Linked DNA regions of Mus musculus: region 1 is linked to region 2. A link is a contact called in public HiChIP or PLAC-seq data. All regions are on one chromosome and are shown on one strand. Each heading gives the region's core, a stretch centred on a gene start, on an enhancer-like site or on the middle of the called end of the contact. The rest is flanking DNA. Distances are from core to core; before and after follow the strand shown. Region 1 holds the start of Ccdc171 (coiled-coil domain containing 171). Region 2 holds the start of Lurap1l (leucine rich adaptor protein 1-like).

The links. HiChIP or PLAC-seq counts read pairs in DNA pulled down with a chosen protein or histone mark.
Region 1: an H3K27ac HiChIP or PLAC-seq map of embryonic stem cells shows a contact between it and region 2, with 7 times the contacts expected there. The contact joins the promoter of Ccdc171 here to the promoter of Lurap1l in region 2. A contact is called at or near these places in 3 of 115 datasets of contacts at active chromatin or transcription factors (astrocytes, embryonic forebrain and embryonic stem cells).

The regions. Positions count from the first base shown.
Region 1 is chr4:83,523,305-83,529,021 of GRCm38.p6, reverse strand. Ccdc171 (coiled-coil domain containing 171) reads right to left here and starts at 3,477. Exons shown (of 26, transcript NM_001355378.1): 1 at 3,252-3,477. It overlaps Gm25899 (a small nuclear RNA gene), which reads left to right and starts at 1,254; the gene lies at 1,254-1,394.
Region 2 is chr4:80,908,877-80,913,951 of GRCm38.p6, reverse strand. Lurap1l (leucine rich adaptor protein 1-like) reads right to left here and starts at 3,266. Exons shown (of 2, transcript NM_026821.5): 1 at 2,307-3,266. The coding sequence starts at 2,597.

The DNA.
Region 1 (5,717 bases), core at 2,228-4,727, 2.6 Mb before region 2:
TCTGGGCTAAGCCCCAGGGAACATGCACATACTCCACACACATACTCCACACAAATGTACATGCAAACGCAGTTAAAAAGAAAAAATACATCGTGTGACAAAGTATTAAACTTCAAGGTGAAGGAAGCAAAAGGCCTCAAAAGGATGTAACAAATTATGGAAGATGGGTGAAGAATAGCCAAGGGCTGGAGAGACATCTCAGTTAAGAGCATGAAGTTCAGGGATGGCGAGATGGCTCAGCAGATAAGAGCACTGACTGCTCTTCCAAAGGTCCTGAGTTCAAATCCCAGCAACCACATGGTGGCTCACAACCACCCATAATGAGATCTGACTCCCTCTTCTGGAGTGTCTGAGGACAGCTACAGTGTAGTTACATTGAATAAATGAAGTTCTCATTCTCGGATGCAAGTTTGACTTCCAGCATCCATGGCAGTTCACAACTGCCTGTAACTTCAGCTCTAGAGGACCTTACACTCTCACATACACAATAACACAAACATACCCATAACTTTAATGATAACAAATAATTAATAATAATGATAAAACAGGTTTTCTTTTTAAGAATAACCAAGTAGAGGGCTTACAGGACAGCTCATCAGATAAAGGTGATTGCTATGCAAGCCTACTGATGTGTGTTCTAGCCCTAGAACCCAACTCCACAAAGCTGACATCTGATCTACATATGCACTCAGTAGCAGAGGCTTGCTCACCACCATATATGTACATACACTCACACATAATAAGTAAAATTATATTTTTTTAAAAAAAAGAGGAGGCTGGAGAGATGGTTCAGCCATTAAGAGGTACTGGCTGCTTCCAGAGAAACCTGTTTAATTCCCAGCACCCACATGGCAGCTTACAACCATCTAGCTGTAAATCCAGTTCCAGAGATCAAAAGCCCTCTTCTGGCCTATGAGGGTACTGCACTGCATACACATGGTGTACAGACATACATGTAGGCAAAACACTCATGTACACAGAATAAAAATGAATATGAAAGAAAGGAAGAATAATCATTTAGAAATAAAGTGAAAGAAAAAGAGGAAGAAAAAAAAGAAGAGAGAAGAAGAGAAGAGAAGAGAAGAGAAGAGAAGAGAAGAGAAGAAGCAGTTAGGGATAATACAAGTCCCTGAATAGGGAAATATCCAAGTTCTTTTCCCAGAACCATAAAAAAGACAGACAACTCAAGCAAGGTAAAAAATAAATAAATAAATAATTAAATAATTAAACCACACTTGAAGAAAACTTTCCTTAGCTTTGCGAATTGGCTGTATTGTAGTCCATGAGGTTTATCCGAGGCGCAATTATTGCTAATTGAAAACTTTTCCCAATACCCTGCCATGATGACTTGAAATAAAGTCGGCATTGGCAATTTTTGACAGTCTCTACTGAGACTGAATAAAAAGGAAAAAAAAGGAAAAAAAAAAACTTTCCTTAAAGAACAAATTTTACCCCACATTTTGCAAAAGCAAAGTGGGTGCATCACCCCAGCCTTTTCCGACTCATTGGCCATCTTAGCACGAGTTTTCCTACCCTTCAAGCCCTCTTCTGTCCCTTCGCCGCATGCTCACCTCTCAGTCACACAGCTCAGAGAGAAAGGGGCTGGATGAAGAGTCAGGGCCCAGTATGGAACACTTACTATGTGCCACACACGCAACTAACTACGCATGCTTGATCCCACCATCCATCCCTTAATCTCCAGAGACTATTTGCCCATTTCACAGACGGGAAAACTGGGTTTCCCAGAGATTGAATGATTTGTACCAAGATACTCACTACAAGAATTAAAAGTCATACTCACATCTTGATGACTTCTAATGATTCTGTACCAAGAAAACATGCTTATCTGGAACCGCCTATGCCTCTCTGGGCGCACAGCCTAGCTTCTCCTGCCCACCCCCACCCCACCCCCGCCCCTTTAAACTGATGAACACCAACTCACCAACAAGCATCAGGTTTCATCAACTATTTAAGTCAGCCCCTCGACCCTTTCCGCTCTTGTTTAAAGATGAAAGGAATGCAACCTGTGTCACAGCACTTCCACTACCTTCTCAGTTTGGGTGTCTAACCAAATGCTATTTTTTTTTTTCTTTACTCATCGAGAGGAAAGGGCTTGATTCCCTAACACTAAATCCACTTTTTTTTTTTTTTTTTTTTTGTCTATGCAGCTTTGCATTCATTAGTCGTGACACCTGTGTGGGACTATCAGCAGTTACACGGTTCATTTGGCAAGGGGGCACTTCAGAGCTGAGTGCAGCTCAAATAGCAGAACACTTTTGTGCCCATGATTCTTGTTCAGTCTCAACCACCTTTCATCCCATCTCTGAAAAAAGAAGAGAGGTGAAGGAGATGTGTGATTCTGTCCATAAAACACGCCTAAGACAAAGAAACTCAAACAAACAAAAAGTAAACGGAGCCTGAAAGACTAAGCCCACTCTGCTTATTTGACATAAAGAACCTAAGGTCCAGGCGACAGGTGATTTGCCTGTCACAGCTAATAAATGGCTGAGCCAGGATTTACACACAAGCTCCAAGCTAAAACAGCCGCCTTCACTTTCCCTAGAATCCCGCTGCACTGCCTGCATTCCTCTGCCTTTAACTGGAAAGGATTGCATTTCCGGCTCTATCACAGTTTGGTCGTTACTAAGCACTGATAAATACAAATAACAAAACGGTAGTTTCATTTCTCCAATACTAGGAAAAGTATAAAACATCAACGTGCAAAATCTTAGAAGCTGTTTGATATCGTCTCTAAGTTATGTATTTGATTAATATGAATATCGTAAATGATTAAAAAGTCAAAGGGGGGGGGGTGTGTGCTTGTACGCAAAATTCAGCTTTAAACTCACAGCTGACTTTTCTAAGTCCCAAGGTGGGTGGTAGGCAGAAGTTGCATAACTCATTGTTTTGCTTATCAAACGTTTGTAGGGTGCCTAAAGTGTGGTAGGCATTTAAATAAAATGAAGGTAAAACACGAAAAAAAAAAAAGTGATCCTTGGGTACTGATCCCAAAGAGCTCCGAGGACTCTAGTCCCCACCGGTCCTCGGAGTACAGCGAAGATGCTCGGCTTCCTCAAGGTGGGCGGAGAGCCCTGGCCATTGAGCTGGAGGCTGGAGGCTGGAGGCTGAGCTGGAGGCGTGTCAGCACCAGCTAGCAGCCCTCAGCCGGGTCCTCTCTGCAAGCCCAGTCTCCTCTCAGCACCTCCCGGTCCCGGGCGCCAGTCACCATTGCACCCACAGCCCGCAGTTACCTCGGACTCGCGTGGTCCAGCCTGCACACCCACGACCCCCAGGCAGCTTCAGGTCTCGGGGTGAGTGGGAGGTCAGGCAACTCTCAGGAGAAAGAGTGACAACTGGGGAAAGCCGATGGACTCTAGGGCCAGGATGGAGAAAGTCTACGAGGTGAAGTTTACAACGGCCACTTCCGGGGGCCCGGAACACGCGACGAGGCTCTGGGCAGCCGCGACTTTCTCCGCCTCCCTGGCCCCGCCCCGGCAGGCCCGCCCCTCGCCTCCGCGTCCCCAGCGTCCCGCCCGCCGCCCGAGCCCCAGCTCCAGGATACGCGCGTACTCAGAGAACGCGGGCTCGCGCTGGAAGAGAAGCGCCGGCCCGCAACCGCGCGCGCTCCCGCGGCAGGCGGGGTATATTGCGCATGCGCCAGGGGTGGGGTACGCGTGCGCAAAGCACACGGGTGGCTCGGGGCCGCGTTCCACCCCATGCGCGCTCCAGCGCCGGCATGCTGTGCCTTCTCCTTGTTTCAGAACTCCCGCAACCGAGTGGCGTGCACATTTCCAGCCTCGGAAAAGGGCAGCAGCCTGTTCCTGCTCTGTAAACGTCTTCTTAGCTGGCTCTCGGCCCGAGAAACCCGCTAGGACCGCGGCCGATGCCAGGGTCCCCAGGGAGAGTGCCTGGGCTTCGGCACAGGTGGCAGACTCTCAGCGCCCTCCTCCTGCAGTCTCCTCCTCCCATCGATTTCTTTTGTATTTTGGCTTGGGTGGATAGAATGTAGGTCGGTGCTCTGATGCTGCTGAGCGTCTTTGATTACAAATAATGCAGAACCGGATTCATTGGCAAATAAGGCCTTGGAGCCTCGCCTTGAGCTCCATCTCTGCTAGATTTCAGCCCCTCCCCCTCCTCGCCCACAATTTATAAAGAGCTTTGGTTCGCCCTGTAGCCGCTTCAGAGGATTGGAAAAGCAAATCCTCTTTTGTTCCTTGGCTTTTGAAAGCCTATTCCCTAAAGAACAATGCGAAATGGCAGGATTTTGATGAAAGGTTTTTATCCCTGCCGCCACTACCTTCTTTCCACAAGTGTTCATACAAAATGAGCCTTTTATGCTAAACTTGTCCGGGGTTGGTTGTAATCAGCCTGAACCAGGTGTTGGGGTTCTCGCCTGCTCTCGCTCTGGAAAGTTAACAGTCCTAAGAGCAAATAGATTAAAACTTTGGTTCTTGCACTGCTGAGAAACTTTAATTGGTTTGAGGTCAGTTGTTTGGTTTTTAAAAGGTTTTCCTTGCTTCTTAAGGCTTTAGCCAGAAGAGATAACTGCTTCGAAAACAAACTGAAGGAAACAAAAGTAGCCCTCTCTACTTAGGAATCAAATGGAGAATTACAATAAATAAGATTACATTCACCACCACCATGGGTTTCTCTGTGTGGCCTGACAGTCCTGGAAGATGAGAGTTTTTTTTTAAATTGTATACGGCTTAGTTTTGTTATTTGAAAGATTTTTGTTTGGAGGGAAGTGATTTTGTTGTTGTTTTGCTTTCTTGGTTTTGTCTGGGTGGGGTTTTTTAATTCCCTATGTAGCCCAATCAGGCCCCAAATTCTGGATCCCCTGCCATAGCCTCCGGAACACTGGGGTTACAAATCATGGGCCACACACACACATCAGCTCATCGTGTTTTAGGAACATCACAGAAGGGAGTGTTACATTGCAAACATAACTGATCTATTACATTGTACACTTTTTAAAGAAAAGCTGCTTGACATGAATCCTTACAAAGTTCATTTACTCTGTCTTTAGCATGCGTAGAGTACAGCACATGTGCCCAGCATGGAGCTAGGTAATAAAAATACCAGCTATAAAGTACAAATGCCACAGGGATCAGAGAAAAGATCTGCTCGTCAACCTTGAGTACAGGGAAGCGATTTGTGGAGCATGTAAAGTCTAGTGTAAGAAAGTAGAGTAATAGATTCACCAAAGTAACAACGAATTGGGACAGGAAAAAAAAAGCATGAGACTTTTGACAAAATAGAAACTTTGGGTGCAGGGGAGAAAAATATGAAAGATCTGCTAGAGAAATATGCTCAGCTCAGATCACAGAGAGCCTTTCAGGTCATATTAGCAACAAGGCTAATGAAAATTATAGTAATTACACAATAAATCCGATCACCTCGGAGTCCTTAGAGGGTTTCTCTTTTTCCCTGGTGGTTACAGGTTCGTTTTCCTTGGTCCCCTGTTTGGGTAAAGGCTATCTATAGTGAGACGCTCTCTAACCCACTTCTGGTTGTCTTTCCTGGTCACCTCAGCCCCCTCCTTTCTCCCAGCCCATCGGAGAGACAAGTAGATCCAACCCCACCACTCCCTCAAAGAAGCTTACAACCTCAATAAAGACATCATCACCAAATCCAAGACCCCTTGGTTTTCTGAGCCGCCTCAGATTTCTCTCCCACATTTATGAGGATCAATAAATACTTTCTCAGGCCCGGCGTGG
Region 2 (5,075 bases), core at 2,017-4,516:
TGCATTTTTCTTAGTCTACAGACATTGAGACGACACAGATTCATTAGTTTGTTGTGATTGTCCACTTGTCCTTTTAGAAATTAATACCAGAGTGCTGGAGAGATGGCTAGGCAGCTATGAGCACTTGTCGCTCTTTCATAGGACCTGTGTTCACTTCCAGCACCAGTATGGTAGCTCACAACTGTCTATAATTCCAGTTCTGGTGCACACAGCACTGTTTTCTGGCCTTTGAGGACACCAGGTGTGAATGCAGGGTACAAACATTCACTCAGAGAAACCATTCATACATGTAAAATAAAAATAATTAAAAAAAAAACCCTGATACATCATGATCATCATAAATAGCAAGATATATCTGAAAGAATTTTTTATCAACTTGGACATTTTCATTAGGAAAAATAGATGTATGGCAGACAGTCTTACTTGAAAATGACCAATTTTCCTTATCCTATAGAATTCAATACTACAAATAAAAGTCAAATAAGCATAAGAGATTTGAAAGCTCTTAATGGACACATTCATTGATTGAAAAGGTTTGTTGTTGCTGTGGTTGTTGTTTGTTTGTTTACATTCCTGTATTTAGTTTGTGAGGTATACACACATGTGCACGTGACACTACGGTGCTTGTGTGGAGGTCAGAGAGCAACTTGTGCGAGCTGATTCTCCATATGAATCCTGGGTATCAAACTCAGGTCATCCCACTTAGGAGTTAGCATCTTTACATCCTCTGAGGCCCGCGGTTCTCAACCTTTCTGATGCGTCCAACCTCATGTTGTGGTGATCCTAAACTATAAAATTATTTCGTTCCTATTTAATAACTGTAATTTTGTTTCAATGCAATCTATCTGATATGTGATGGGGTCTGGACCCACCTCTTCCTAGACCAGTAGTAACTTTGAACTTGGTAGATGTTTCAGATGCTCAGAGTCTAAGAAATCTCACCTCCTTTATTTTTTTATTGCATATTTCAGACCTCAATACTTACTAAGACATGGTAACTATGTAATAAATATTTGTAGTGATTAACATGTATTTAGGCAGCGAAATATGAATAATAATAAAAATAATTTGCAATGCACAAAGTATATTATACATATATACATATTCAGTTACATGTAGAAATATACATATATTTCAATATGTGGAACCTTTTCAAGTGGTAAGCTACTACGGGAGACATAAAGGCTTCAAGTAGACCAGGTTTAGAGGTCTAGCGAGGGTCTTTAAAGTGATATTCTATAGTCTTTTAATAGGTCATGATCTCTGAAGACTGTCATTTGGCTTGGAATTTATCTCTGAGGTCTCCCTATCACAGAAAATAAAAATGGAAGGAATCTTAGATGTGAACCCCCAGCAGGCTACTTTTGTAGGAAGCCCTTCAACACTCCCCCTCCCCCTGTTGAAATTTTCCTCCTCTCTAAGTTGGTAGAAAATGTAATTGGTTTGTGGCCATTTGCTTCAAAAGGCTTAGAAAGAGATAATTTCTTCCAATCAGCTCATCATTGTAAAGATCACAAACTGAGATCTGTAAAGGCCAAGACTCGCCCAAGAGCTCAAGGCAAATGAATGAATGCTTTAGTGTAAACACATCCGGAATAACGAGTCTTAGACCTACTTGACCCATTGTCCTAATCCGAGGTTCACAGAAATGGTAGAGAAAACAAGTGCTGATTGAGAACTAGAGGAAAGGGTAGGAGGCAGTCATTAGCAAATCCCTGGGCTGGGGTCACCTGCTCTCCAGGATCAAAACAGTGAAACAAGCCATTCACAAGCACATCAAGGGCGAGGAGCCATTGTTTTCAGAACCAGCTGTGGCGAATCTACTGAACAGTGGCCTTGGGACAGCTGCAGCTGCTGCAAGGGGAGGGTGGAGGAGAGCAAACTACAGCAGGCTGCAAGGACCCCGCCGCGCCACCTCCCGGCCAGCTGGGAGGCATTTCTGCGCTAAGTGCATTGGACTAAACCACCCTTTGAACCAAGGCAAAACATAAACGGCTCACAGCAGGCCCAGATCCGCGCAGTAACTGCCGGCCTTTAGCAGGCTAGTGCGGGAGAATCCGCGGCTGGCAGCTGCAGAGTGGTGCGCAGGGAGTAGCTCTATCAGAAAGTAGAGCCGAATGAGCTGCCAGGGCACCCCGTGACCGAGCAAAGTCCTCAGGGTTCAAGCTTAGCTGTAGCCGAGTCCAGAGGCGCGCTCCCGCACACCTCCTCCCAGCTTCTCCCCCCCCCCCCCCCCCCGCTCCTGTGCCACCCTCTCGGGTCCCAGGCCCCGGGTCCCCAAGTCGCCTCTGACGCATCACACTCACCATCTCCTGTCTGAGGATGTGCAGTTTGGTCTCTAACCTCTCCAGGGCGCTGGGGTGGCTACGTCGTGGAGAGCCAGAGGCAGGGGAGGATGACGACGAGGAGGACACGGAGGGCGCAAAGCTGCTGCAGCTACTGCTGCTGCTGCAGCTCCCACCAACCCCGCTGGGGTCCGCAGCCCCTTCCCGAGGCGCCAGCTCCTCCCCGCGCAGCGAGCGCGCTAGGCTCTCGGGCACTTTGCGCCCCAGCTTCAGCTCGATGTCTCTGAGGTCTGGCAGCGGGCTGTCTTCCATGACTCTTTGCGAGGGGCGACACTGACAGTAAAGGCAGAGGGCGCGAGGAGGCGGCGGCGGCGGCCTGGCGGACTCCGGAGCTCAGTACTGGGCTCCTCTGGCCGGGCCTGAGTCCCCGCGGTCGCCCGTGCGCTCCATGCCCCGGGCGCAGTCGGCAGATCTGCACCCGGCTGCAGTTTCAGGCTCTGCCGCTCCACAGCCAGCAAGATTAGCCAGATCGCTTCATTCCTTTCCTAGCTGGCCACTCCACCGCCAAGTTGAGTTAATTGATACTGCAGAGAAGAAGGGCAAAAGCTAGTACGTTATACCGAGAGACCCAAGAGAGAAATGGAACCTGCTCGATGCGGGGAAATTCCCATTTCAAACTGTCCATTCACATCCCAGCGCGGTTCACGGTGCCCATCTGGTATTACACCACACAGAATAACGAGGTGGCCACACTCCCGGGTCGTTTCATTTTCCAGCCATATGTCGCCAAGGATCAGACTATCTTAGACGGTCAGGAAAAAAAAAAAAAAATCTGATCAATGAAAGAAGTGGGTTCGTCCTGTGTGTAGGCGGTGTAGGCGCATTTTAGAAAGAAAAAAGAAAAAGACACGGTTAGCTTAGCTGGGGTTCAAGGGCTTCCTGGTTGCTGCAGCAGTGTCCTTTCCTTTTAGTCGGTCTCATCCAAGTCATTGTGTTCCTCCGAGCCTCGGAAACTTTAAACTCGACTGGCAGGTGGACCAAAGCAGAGCCAACCCCTGTACCGTATGTCACAGACAAGAAGGGCAGCAAAATCTTCCCAACCCTGATGTTAAGAAACTGAAATGCAAATCCTGCCTCAGCTGAGCATACCCATATTAGGTTACTAAGTTAAAAGTTGCCCTGCTGAAGTCCCCTGACAGCTACAACCTGTAGAACACATTTTTAACATTAGAGGCAGAAGAATGGCTAAATTTTATGTCGTTTTCCACCCCCCCCCCCAACTTTCCTAAAAGCCAATTACACATAGCATTAGAATTCTTGCCCAATAACTCCACAAAGAACGGAGAAATTCAATCGATAAATAGTTCAGTGAAGTTGAACAAATTTTTATGTACTATTTGATTCGCAAAATATTCAGTATTATTAATGTGTTTGATGTTAAAAAATGCATTTAAGCCGTGCAGTGGTGGCACACGCCTTTAATCCCAGCACTTAGAGGCAGAGGCAGAGGCAGAGGCAGAGGCAGAGGCAGAGGCAGAGGCAGAGGCAGAGGCAGAGGCAGAGGCAGAGGCAAGTGGATTTCTGAGTTCGAGGCCAGCCTGGTCTACAGAGTGAGTTCCAAGACAGCTACATCTATACAGAGAAACCCTGTCTCAAAAATTAAAAAAAAAATGCATTTAAACAATAAAAATTTTAAGAAAAAAATGGTTCAGTGAAAATGTACAAGAAGATATAATTGTGTTGCCAATATTCCAGCATACTACCCCAAGCAGAAATGAAGAACAGAATAACCAGAGCATGTATGTGTTTGTATATATATATATAAATACTGAGGGGGCAGGAGAATTTTAAATGGAAGAAATTGCTGAAGCATTCCTCTTTAATTATGGAAGAAAAACTCTGAGAGTAACTAGTGAAATCATACTTGTTTTCTTTGATAATTTCTATATAATTTGCTGCTATTTAGGAAGAACCACAACTTTGTAAACCATTAATCTAGAATACATCTACCAAGTAAATCAGCAACAAGTACATAGATTATAAGATTGCTTGAACATTGTATTTGTGTCAGTGAGAGTTGAGAATAGTATTTTCAACCCACCAAACTATAATTTTAGGTTTCCATTGAAGTATTTCCAATACTTTTTGTCTGGGACCTACTCATTTGTGTCCTCTGTTCCTCTGGCCTCCTTTCCCATTCAGCTTTTCCATTCCAAACAACATAGATAAATGGAGTTTGGAGTTTGTTCATGTCATCTTCACATCCAAGAAACCTTAAAAGGAGAAAAAGCAGAGACTTTCTGAAGGAAATATCTCATGGCAGGGAAAACGTTGCTGAAATTGTCTTGTCAATAAGCCAGACCTTTGCATGTGTTAAAACTGTTTTTAAAAGGAAAAAAGGAAAAAAAAATTAAATGTTGTAAGTTAGGTGGCTCATTTCAAAATCAGAACTACCATTTATGGAATCAAAGAGGGACCAACTTAAATCGCAACTCTCCCATAAAACTGCATGCATTGTTTGAAAGCTGGCAAACCACAAGTTCATTGCATGAGGATTGCACTGTGGCATGTAATTATGGACGCTTCTCATTTGAGTCACGGACAGCTTTTTATTATAAACTGTACAAAGTCCAATTCAGAGCTGAATGCAAAGTAAACCCCAAGGATTCAATACCTAGTTAGATCTTCGTTGGACAAGTCATTTTCCAGTTATCATCAGTGAAGTGCCTATCTGTAACTAAGACAGAAGTTGACCTTATAATAAAAAGAGTATGATGGCCGGGTGGTGGA